2 separate regions of the Mus musculus genome follow, and region 2 is linked to region 1. The links are chromatin contacts, called in public promoter capture Hi-C maps. All regions are on one chromosome and are shown on one strand. The core of a region is the stretch at or near the end of the contact, and the rest is flanking DNA. Distances in the headings are between cores, read along the strand shown. Region 1 overlaps Dennd5a (DENN/MADD domain containing 5A). Region 2 overlaps Zfp143 (zinc finger protein 143).

Region 1 (4,372 bases), core at 793-3,292:
TCCATCATCATGTGATGTACCCAGTATGTTTTTATTTTTTATTATTGCTTTTTTTCCCCCATACACATTATTTTTTCAAACATGTTTCTCAGTTTTATTGCCATCTATGGCTAATATATACTTGTATTCCTGGGACAAATTCTGTCCCCCTTAGGACTCTTCATCTTCATTCTCCATGCACTTTAGGCACGTGGGTATATAAAGAAGTTGCTCGGAAACCAGCAGTGTTCTTAATGTTGGAGGAATTGTTTGTGTAAGAGACCCCAGTGTTCTGTGTGTTCTGGTGTGTGGACGCTCTGCTATGTGGCTTTCTCCATCGTTGGAACAGCCTTTGCACTTGAGTTTCTGGCCTCCCGCTGTGGTCTGCTTGGGGAGAAGTAGACAGTGGGAGGCAGGGCACTGACATGCCCTCCCAAAGCAGCTGTCTATGGCCTTAGAGTCCCATTCACCCAGGCCACACAGTTTTGCGGGCAGTTCCTTAGCTGAATATTTTCTACCCTGATTTATAGCAGACAACCTCTGTGGGGGTAAAGAGCTGCGGGTCAGTATTTTAAAAAGTAAAACATTACACAAGATGAGGTAAGAGTAATGGTATCCTTGAAACACACTTTTCTGTTATTCTCAAAAGAACACATGTCCATAGTACATAAAACGAGCAGTAAAGGAAGCATGAGCTCACATTTTATCCCTCAGGTAATTTAGCATTTTAGTTGACATCTTTGGACTATAAGGGGTCTTTAAACTCCGCTGTTGGAGGGGAGTGTGACAGCAGGATGGAGGACCTTACTGTGGTTCTGTGCCAGGTAGCAGCAGGATACTGAGGTGGTAAGCCTGGAGTAGAAAGACACTTTCTGTAGAAGAGTGTTCATTTCTTAGACCCTCAAATTAGAATTCATCAGCTGCAGCCGTATCTTTGGCCATCAGAAGTCTGTAAAAAAGCCCTTTGTTCTTTTTAACACCAACACATGATCTCAGTGGCCTTGAGCAAATGAGAGCCTGAGCTGGTCTGGTGAGGCATCTTTTGTTTTGGCTTCTCTTTGGGGTTTCATTGTCTGAAGATGCAGCCATGTCAGAAAGTAAGCTTGAGAGCATTAGAGTGAGGGAAGGATGTTGTGATCATAAAAAGAGAAAGAACTATAAGAATATGTTCTGGTGGGGTGTGGGGGAGGGGATGCCCATGCTGAGGCATCCCTTCCCCCTGAGGGACCAGACACACCCCAGTAAAGTATAGAATAGAGTTTATTTAGGGCATGGAGAGGGGAGTTAAGAGAGTAGTAGAGGCAGAGAAAGGCAGAGAGAAGGAGAGAGTAGATAAGTGAAAGTCGGCTATGGAGAGAGGGAGGCAGGGAATGAGAAGGGGGACGAGGGGGCAAGAGGCAAGAGAGGCAAGAGTGTAAGAGTGAGAGGAGAGGCCAAGTGGCCCCTTTTATACTGGGCCAAGCCTACCTGGCTGTTGCCAGGTAACTGTGGGGCAGAGCATACCTGGCTGCTGCCAGGAACTGTGGGGGTGGAGTTTAGACAGAATACCAGCAAGGGGCTGTCCCTGTCTTCTCTGGGGACACTCTCAGTAGCTTTCCAGTAGGATCCTATGTGCTGAAGTGCCTCAGTGATGAACTCACAGAGGTACTGAGGGAGAACTGATTTGGCTTGGCATCTGAGGTTGGCAAAGGGCACTGTGGCCCTTTGAAGGAAGAGTTCAGGAGAGTTTTGGGATCTGGAGGATTCATGAGGAATACCTTAGACAGTGGCTGTCTTACCATGCTCCCTTTCATCATGGCAGAGGTGAGCAGAGAACTGATTGTTTGGCTTCAGTGTCTGCCACGTTTTGCATCTTCGCAAAAAAAAGTCACACAGGTGCCGCTGGCGATGCTTGCAGATTTGATCATAGGTTTATAAATTGCTTCAGCTGCCAGCCTGTGCTGAGAGGAAACAGCATGAGACTGTTTTATGAGCCTAGAAGTTAAATGGCCTCTTTTTTCATTTTGCCCTCTTACCCCTCCCTTTTTGGCCCTGTTGTGCAGAATGACGAGTGAAGAGGTCTACTTAGCGGTTCCTGTGTATCTTAGCCACCTCTGAAGTGTGTGCCTGAGCTGTGCTCCTCAGCCACCTCTCATCAGGGCATCCACAGAATTTGGGCTTGATAAAGTTCTTTATAGATGGGGCTGGAGAGATAGCTCAGTGGTGAAGAGCATTGGCTATTCTTCCATTCCTAGAACCCACATGGTGGTGCTAGTTCAGGGGATCTGATGCCCTCTTCTGACTTCCCCAGGTACCAAACACACTTATGATGCCCAGACATGCGTCCAGCCGTATGGGAAGAGGGGCAATGAAGAAAGCATCAAACGCGCCATCCATGATTAGAGGGAGGTTTTTATTGTGAATAAAAGAGAAAATAACCACAGCCTTGTGGAAGAGTCCAAACTAGAGAGAAAAAGAAGCAGACTAGACATGAAGGGCTAGGGAAGTAGGGCTAAGAGGGTGGTAGCAGAAAATATTGTGTTATAAGGAGGATGAGTAGCTGCAGGAGGGCTGAGGGTTTGGGGTGGTGGTGAGAAGGGTGGTGAGGGGCTTTGAAATGTGTGAAAGAGGTCTGAGTGAGGAGCCTGGAGGCTAGTGTGGACTTGGATATGCTGATAACTGCAGGCATAAGTCAATGGAGCCTCTTGTCCCATTTGCCAAAAGCAAGGGAAATGACTCCTTTGGCTGATTTGGAGCCTGTTTTACAAGTTCCTGAGGAATGCTGACTTTTATCTAACCACCGGAAATCCTCCTGTAGGAGCTGGAATTGGACTAAGGCTGGATATGTGTACTGCCTAAGACCTGACACAGGCAAAGCATCCGTACAGATTAAATAAATAAATAAGAATTCTTTATGGACACTCTCTATTTGACTCACAGCAGTGGGAGAGAAGCTACCAAGCATTATTGGGTGGATCTAGATATTTTAGTTGCTTTCCTGATTCTGGTTGGAAAAACTGCCCCCAACCCTCTTTTTAAAAGATGAGCCAAGGGGTAAGAGATGAAAATGTGTGCCTTTCATTTTGTCAGCTTTGTAAAGGACCCTTGACTAGATGAGTTGATTTTGTTTTGATTTTCTTTTTTGATGGCTTGGCCTAAGAGCATTAATAATGTTAAAAAAAGTAGTCTATTTTTAGGTTATAAATATTTGTTGGCCTTTAATTAGGCAGAGTCAACATTATCTAGTTGGAGGAACTCAGAAGTAAGGTTTAAAGTGGTTCTTCTTAGTTTTTGGATGTTTGAGATGGAAAGCTTTCTTTTATCGTCACAGGTTGGAAGGGTGATTGATGCACTCAGCATAAACGATGCAGGGTCCGTTCAAAATGCAGCTGTAGGAGATGAGTTTTATGGATTGACTGTGTTAGCGAGCTTATGTTATCCTCTGCCTGCTTCTTTTAGAACGTAAAGGCTATTGAGACAAGGTTAAACTTGTGTGTCACTGGGACATCATTTGGCATATTGGAACAATGTCTTGCTGAAGGAAGGACCCTTATCTGATGCTATAAGGAAACCTGTTTCACATAGATTAAAAGTTAAATGAGGGGGAGCAGTGAGGCAGCTCAGTTGGTAAAGGTGTTTGCCAACAAACCTGACAATCTGAGTTACATTCTTGGAACCCACCTGGTGGAAAGAAAGAGCCTACTCCTGAATATTGTCTTTAATTTCGTTCGTGCACACACACTCAGTCACAAACACATGTAAATGTCCTATAGAAATATTTGACATCATAATTCTCAAAACCAATACTAGCAGGTATCTCTTTTATATAACTGAGAGAGACATACTCTTAACCTTTAGTAATCTGTTGGAGTGAAGGCCATGCTACATGTCTTGTAAGGACAGATTAATAAAATAAGCATGATCTTCTAATTTATAGTGCAAGAAAATTAACAAGAACAAGGATTTTAAAGTATTAAATTGATCAAGCAAGACCTAAATATAAGCCAAGGTGATAGTGAGCAGTTTTAGCATATGACTGGGGTCAAACTGGGTTCAAATCCCAGTGTTATCAAGTAGTGATCGTAGGCATATGCTTGGCCTGTATCACATTTTTAAATTAATTAATTAATTAATTAATAAGGATGGGTTTTTACCTACATATATATGTATGTCTCTGTGCCTGGTGTCCATGGAGGCAGAAGAGGACAGTGGGTCTGCTGGAGCTGGAGTTATAGACAGTTGGGAGAGGCCATGTGGATGCTGGAAACTGAACTTGGGTCCTCTGGCAGAGAGCTGCCAGTGGTTTTGTCGGCTAAGTCATTTCTCTGGCTCCTGTCTCTGGGTGTTTTGTCTTGTTTTGTTTTAAAGTTTATCTTTTCAGGTTAGTCCAAGACTGCCTGAACTCTGTAGCTCT
Region 2 (4,680 bases), core at 1,264-3,763, 160 kb before region 1:
TAGGCGTTTGTTTCTTAACTTATGTCCCAGGATGACGTCATCACGTCCTCCTTACCTTAGTCAAGACTCATTCCTGGACTGAATCTACTGCTAAGTACCAGCCCTTCCTTCCCGGTGCTGTGCTTCACCCAGACCCATTCATTAACTCTGCTTGTTTGAGACAGGGTCTCATCATGTACAACAGGCTGGGCTGGAACTCACTGAATTGCCTGCCTCAGGAGTGCTGGGATTAAAGTCACTCACCACCACACCTAGCCAGACCCACTACTTTAAAAAAAATTTATTTATGTATTTAAGCATTTTGTCTACATATACATGTCTGCACACCAGAAGATGGCACATTATAGGCAGTTATAAGCCACCATATGAGTTCTGGAAATTGAACTTAAGACCCTGGAAGAGCAGCCAGTACTCTTAACTACTGTACTACTATCTCTCCAGCCCAGATGCAGTACTTTTGAACCTCACAATCACCTTGGGATTCTGATCTTTGTCGCTTCATCTTTGACCCACACCAGCTAATGCCATTTGGATTCTATGGATGTGTGGGACGTAAATCCAGGCCAGAAAGTTTGGTAAGTTAGAGGAGGTTGAGACCTGGAGACTTGGTGGGCACACACCCCGAGGCTTAGGCGACTCCCAGCTCCTTGCCAGACTCCTGACTTGGAACATGTGCCATGCTTCTCACATAAAAGAGATGTGACCTGTGGTCACATAGGCCCAAAACAGAGTTCTCCATGCTAACGAGGTACCTAGAGGCCTGGAGGGCTTAGCCAATAAGCTTCTCTTTCTAGACACTTCTCCCTGCAAAAGGTATTTAATCTCAGGCCCACCCTGAAAAGGAGGGTATGTTTTTTTTTTCTTTTAGATTTGTTTATTTTATTTATTAGTATACGGCAGCTGTCAGGACCTCTGGAAGAGCAGTCAGTGCTCTTAACCGCTGAGCCATCCTCTAGCCTGAGGCTATGGTTTTACGCATCCATTTCCACCATGACAACAAACTGTTCAGAACCATGGTCTCTTCTCATCAAGATCTGATGCGGGAAGGAAGCTGTGAAGAAGGCCTTCGTCTACAGAGCCACAGCCTAGTCTCCTGTAGACCTCTCTGCGCTCCCAGCCACAACTACCACCACGCCAGCCACTGCCAAGCCAAGGACTATCCCCACTCACCAACCCCATTCCTCCCCAGAGGTCCCCCACCCCCAACCAGCTCAGGCATTCCCACATCTCAGACACAGTGCATTTTCCCACCCCTGGAGAGGTGTCTCTACCTTCCCTACAAACTCTCCCATCATGGGATAAGCGAAGTGGCCATGCCCTTTGGCAGAGCCTAATAGCCCCACGTGGATGCAAATATCTTCTACTGTTATTACTTCAAATAGTTCTTCTCAGCAGACCACGGAAGATCTGTGGGAGATCTGCCACTGCTGAGAGCAGTAGTTCTCAACCTGTAGGTTTTGACCCCTTCAGGGTCAAATGACACTTTCATAGGGGTCGCCTAAGACTATTAGAAAGCACATATATTTACATTACAATTCAAAACAGTAGCAAAATTATGGTTATGAAGTAGCAACAAAAATAGCATTATGGTTGGGGCCACCAGAACATGAGGAGCTGTGTTAAAGGGTGGCAGCCTTAGGAAGGCTGAGGACTGCAGCTCTCGAGGCCTAAGTACAAACATCATGCTTCCCACTCAAGGGTCTCCTCCACAGGCACCCAGCCTGTCTTTCAATTCCTGGTGAAGAAAAGATTTCACTTCCTTGGCTGTTAGTAGATACTTACATGTTGAGTCCCATCCTGTGATATGAGTGTGACTTGTTGACTCAGCCCAGACTGGGTTACTGTGGCTACTTGTGTAGATACAATGTCCTCTCCATCTACACCTGTAACATATGTGATCTGGGACCCTTTAAGAACATCATCACCTTGACCTGTTTAAAATAAATGAATAATTTACTTGAACAACCAATCTATTTAGACAACACTAGGCCTGTCCTTCTAGCACTTGGGAAGAGGAAGCAGTTCAAGGGCTGCCTAGGTTACACAGGGAGTTCAAGGCCGATCTAGGTTGTACAAAACCTTGTCTCAAAAAAAAAAACAAACAAACAAACAAAAGAAAGCAAATAGTTTTATATTCTAAACCCTGAGAAAAGTTTCAGAACTTCTTAACAAGTCCATCTTCACATCTGCCAGGCCAGGCCAAACCAAATCACACCAAACCCAACCCAGCCCAACCCTGCCCATCAATGTCAAGTGTTCTGGTTTTGGAAGGCCTCTCCTTTACACTTAGCTGTGATGATTATGGGATGCTGTGCACATACGCACAGGGGACACAGAAGGGAAGAGCCATATACACAGACATTTGCCCTCTTGGCTCCTGAAGTCACTTAAGTCTCAGGAAGGTAATAAAAGAGTCTATAAGCATTAACCACAAAACCAGAATGGCTTGTACACAGTCTACCAACCTACTCAGTCTTTTACACACGTGACTGACAGCAATCTATTAGTACACAATGACATCATTGTGTAAAGACTACGCATGGCTATAAATGTAGTGACTATCTGGGCTGAGGTTAATCATTTCCTAAGTGACTAAACAAGAACTCCATCCAGTTCAGGTACATTTTTCTTCCACAAAAACCAGCACATGAATGACAATTTCAGCAGCAGAACTACTCGAGTGGGTGACTGGCCTCTCTCTCTCAATACTGGCTAACTCCCACGGAGCAAGGAAGAAAGGGAAACTTTACCTGTTCAAAGAAGAACTTAAGACTGTACTACTAATCTGAGAATTAGGATATGAAGGATTTCAGTGTCAGGTCTAACTATCATGTGTTCAGATGGCAGCAGTCACTGAGGTGTAATGTTCTTCCCTTTTTTCCCCCACAGTTATTTATACACCATTATTCCCAAAGATTATGTCAAAACCAGAGATTATGTCAGAGAAAGCACAGATCTGTATTTTTTGAAAAGTAATCATAGTTGGGTTTTTTGTTTGGTTTGTTTGCTTGTTTGTTTTTTTCCGGGGTTTCTCATGTGGCCCTGGCTGTCCTGGAACTCACTCTGTAGTCCAGGCTGGCCTGCTTCCGCATCCTGCATGCTAGGATAAAGGCAACACAACCACAGCCTGGCCAATCATTGCTTTTAAAATATACTGTATTATAGGCCATTTTACAGACTGAGAAAATCTCTTACAGTCTGAGATATCAACATATAAGGAGGAGAGTAAAGACATGCTGTGCAGGTCTTATAAATTACATTTGACATTATTAAAGTCTGCTTTTTTTCCCCCATGTGTAGTTGAGATGTGCATTCATGTCCATGCAGAGGCTGGGACTCCATGAGGAGTCTTCCTTGATAGCTTTCCACATCATTCATCAAGGCAGGATCTCTCAGCTGAACCCCAGAGCTCATGGATATGGCTAGCCTAGCAAGCCAGCACGCTCAGGGAGACTATGTCTGAATTCCAAGACTGGAATTACTGGTGAAATTCAACAGGCATTTGTGTGGGATCCTAACTCTGATCTTCACACTCGCTTGCACGGCACTCTAACAGTGGTGTCTTCTCCCAACCCCCAAAGCCTTTTTTTCTAATTAAAAGGATTTAGCAGTTGTTTCTTTCTTGTTGTGAATGAAAGCTTATACTCTCTACATAGGTGCAGTGGATCAGGCCTGTAAGCCCAGCATTTGAGAGGCTGTAGCAGGAAGACTACTCCAAATTCAAGGCTAGCCTGGGCTACGGAGTAAGCCTCTGCTGGAGGGTGGTGGAAGAAAGGGATGAGTTCTATATGCCTCCGGTGTGACTGCTTAGAGGCTTGTGGCTGGAGAGCAGTCTTGCACTGAATACATTTGAGCACGTGCTATTTCCCAAGTTTAATTATAAACTTAAATATTTCTGAACATTTCATTCAGGTGCTGAAAATGAGAAAAGTCTTTGCTTTCCTGGGAGGAACTGCCACACTGGCCAGGCTTTTTCCAGAGAGTCTCCAACTTGCTTTCCTCTCGTCAAGCACTGGGGGCTTTCCCATGTGCCAAACCTTCCTTTTATCTTCAAGTCCCCTTCTTCCCTTCCCTTCTCCCAGGCATTGCTTCTTTGCCTCCATCATCCCATCCACCTTTATAATCTTTCCAAGAACACAACATTTCTCCGGGAAGCCCTCTCTGCTTTCCCAGAGGATACAAGTTCTCCTTCTTCCACAATGCCGAGCACTGGTGTCTTTCTGCAGCACTTGTCATGACTATACAAATGAAACTGAAGGACTAGAGAAGACAGCATGGGTTATAAACTCACAACAGATATGATTGTTAAAGCACTCACCTGGGGGAGGCTCGAAGAAGGCTTCCTGCTCCTCCTCAATGGGCTCTGTGTCGTTGTGGGCTGTCCGTTTGTGCATGGCCAGTGTGGAAATCTGTTTGTACGTCTTCCCACAGTGGTTACAGTTGTATGGTTTAGAGTGAGTGTGAACGACATGGTGTTTATACAAACTGGAATATTCTGTAAACCGTTTGTCACACCCAGGAACTGTACAGACATATGGCTTTTCTCCTAAATGAAGAAGACATGCAAAAAGGTCAGTTTTTACATAGGTAGACAAAGTTACTCCACAGCTGAAGGGTGAGACTTTTAAAAATCAACAAGAGCACATGCTTAGCACTCATGACGCAGAACTCAATCCCTAG

What was found. Capture Hi-C pulls out chosen DNA fragments and counts their contacts.
Region 2: a promoter capture Hi-C map of pancreatic islet shows a contact between it and region 1. The contact joins two enhancer-like sites. A contact is called at or near these places in 4 of 484 Hi-C or Micro-C datasets (the C10 cell line, bone marrow-derived macrophages, granulocytes and 1 more), 1 of 115 datasets of contacts at active chromatin or transcription factors (extraembryonic endoderm stem cells) and 3 of 9 other capture datasets (adipose tissue, liver and pancreatic islet).

Annotation. Positions count from the first base shown.
Region 1 is chr7:109,922,256-109,926,627 of GRCm38.p6, reverse strand. All of the region lies in intron 5 of Dennd5a (DENN/MADD domain containing 5A), which reads left to right. Among named protein-coding and RNA genes, the nearest start is that of Dennd5a, 36 kb to the left of the region's middle. Within about 2 kb of position 2,042, at least 27 of the 459 cell types and tissues checked have an H3K27ac peak or open chromatin away from gene starts, as enhancers often do. A contact at or near this core is called in pancreatic islet, where this site is marked.
Region 2 is chr7:110,085,979-110,090,658 of GRCm38.p6, reverse strand. It overlaps Zfp143 (zinc finger protein 143), which reads right to left. Exons shown (of 16, transcript NM_001374618.1): 12 at 4,319-4,546; 13 at 1,783-1,931. Among named protein-coding and RNA genes, the nearest start is that of Zfp143, 27 kb to the right of the region's middle. Within about 2 kb of position 2,513, at least 49 of the 459 cell types and tissues checked have an H3K27ac peak or open chromatin away from gene starts, as enhancers often do. A contact at or near this core is called in pancreatic islet, where this site is marked.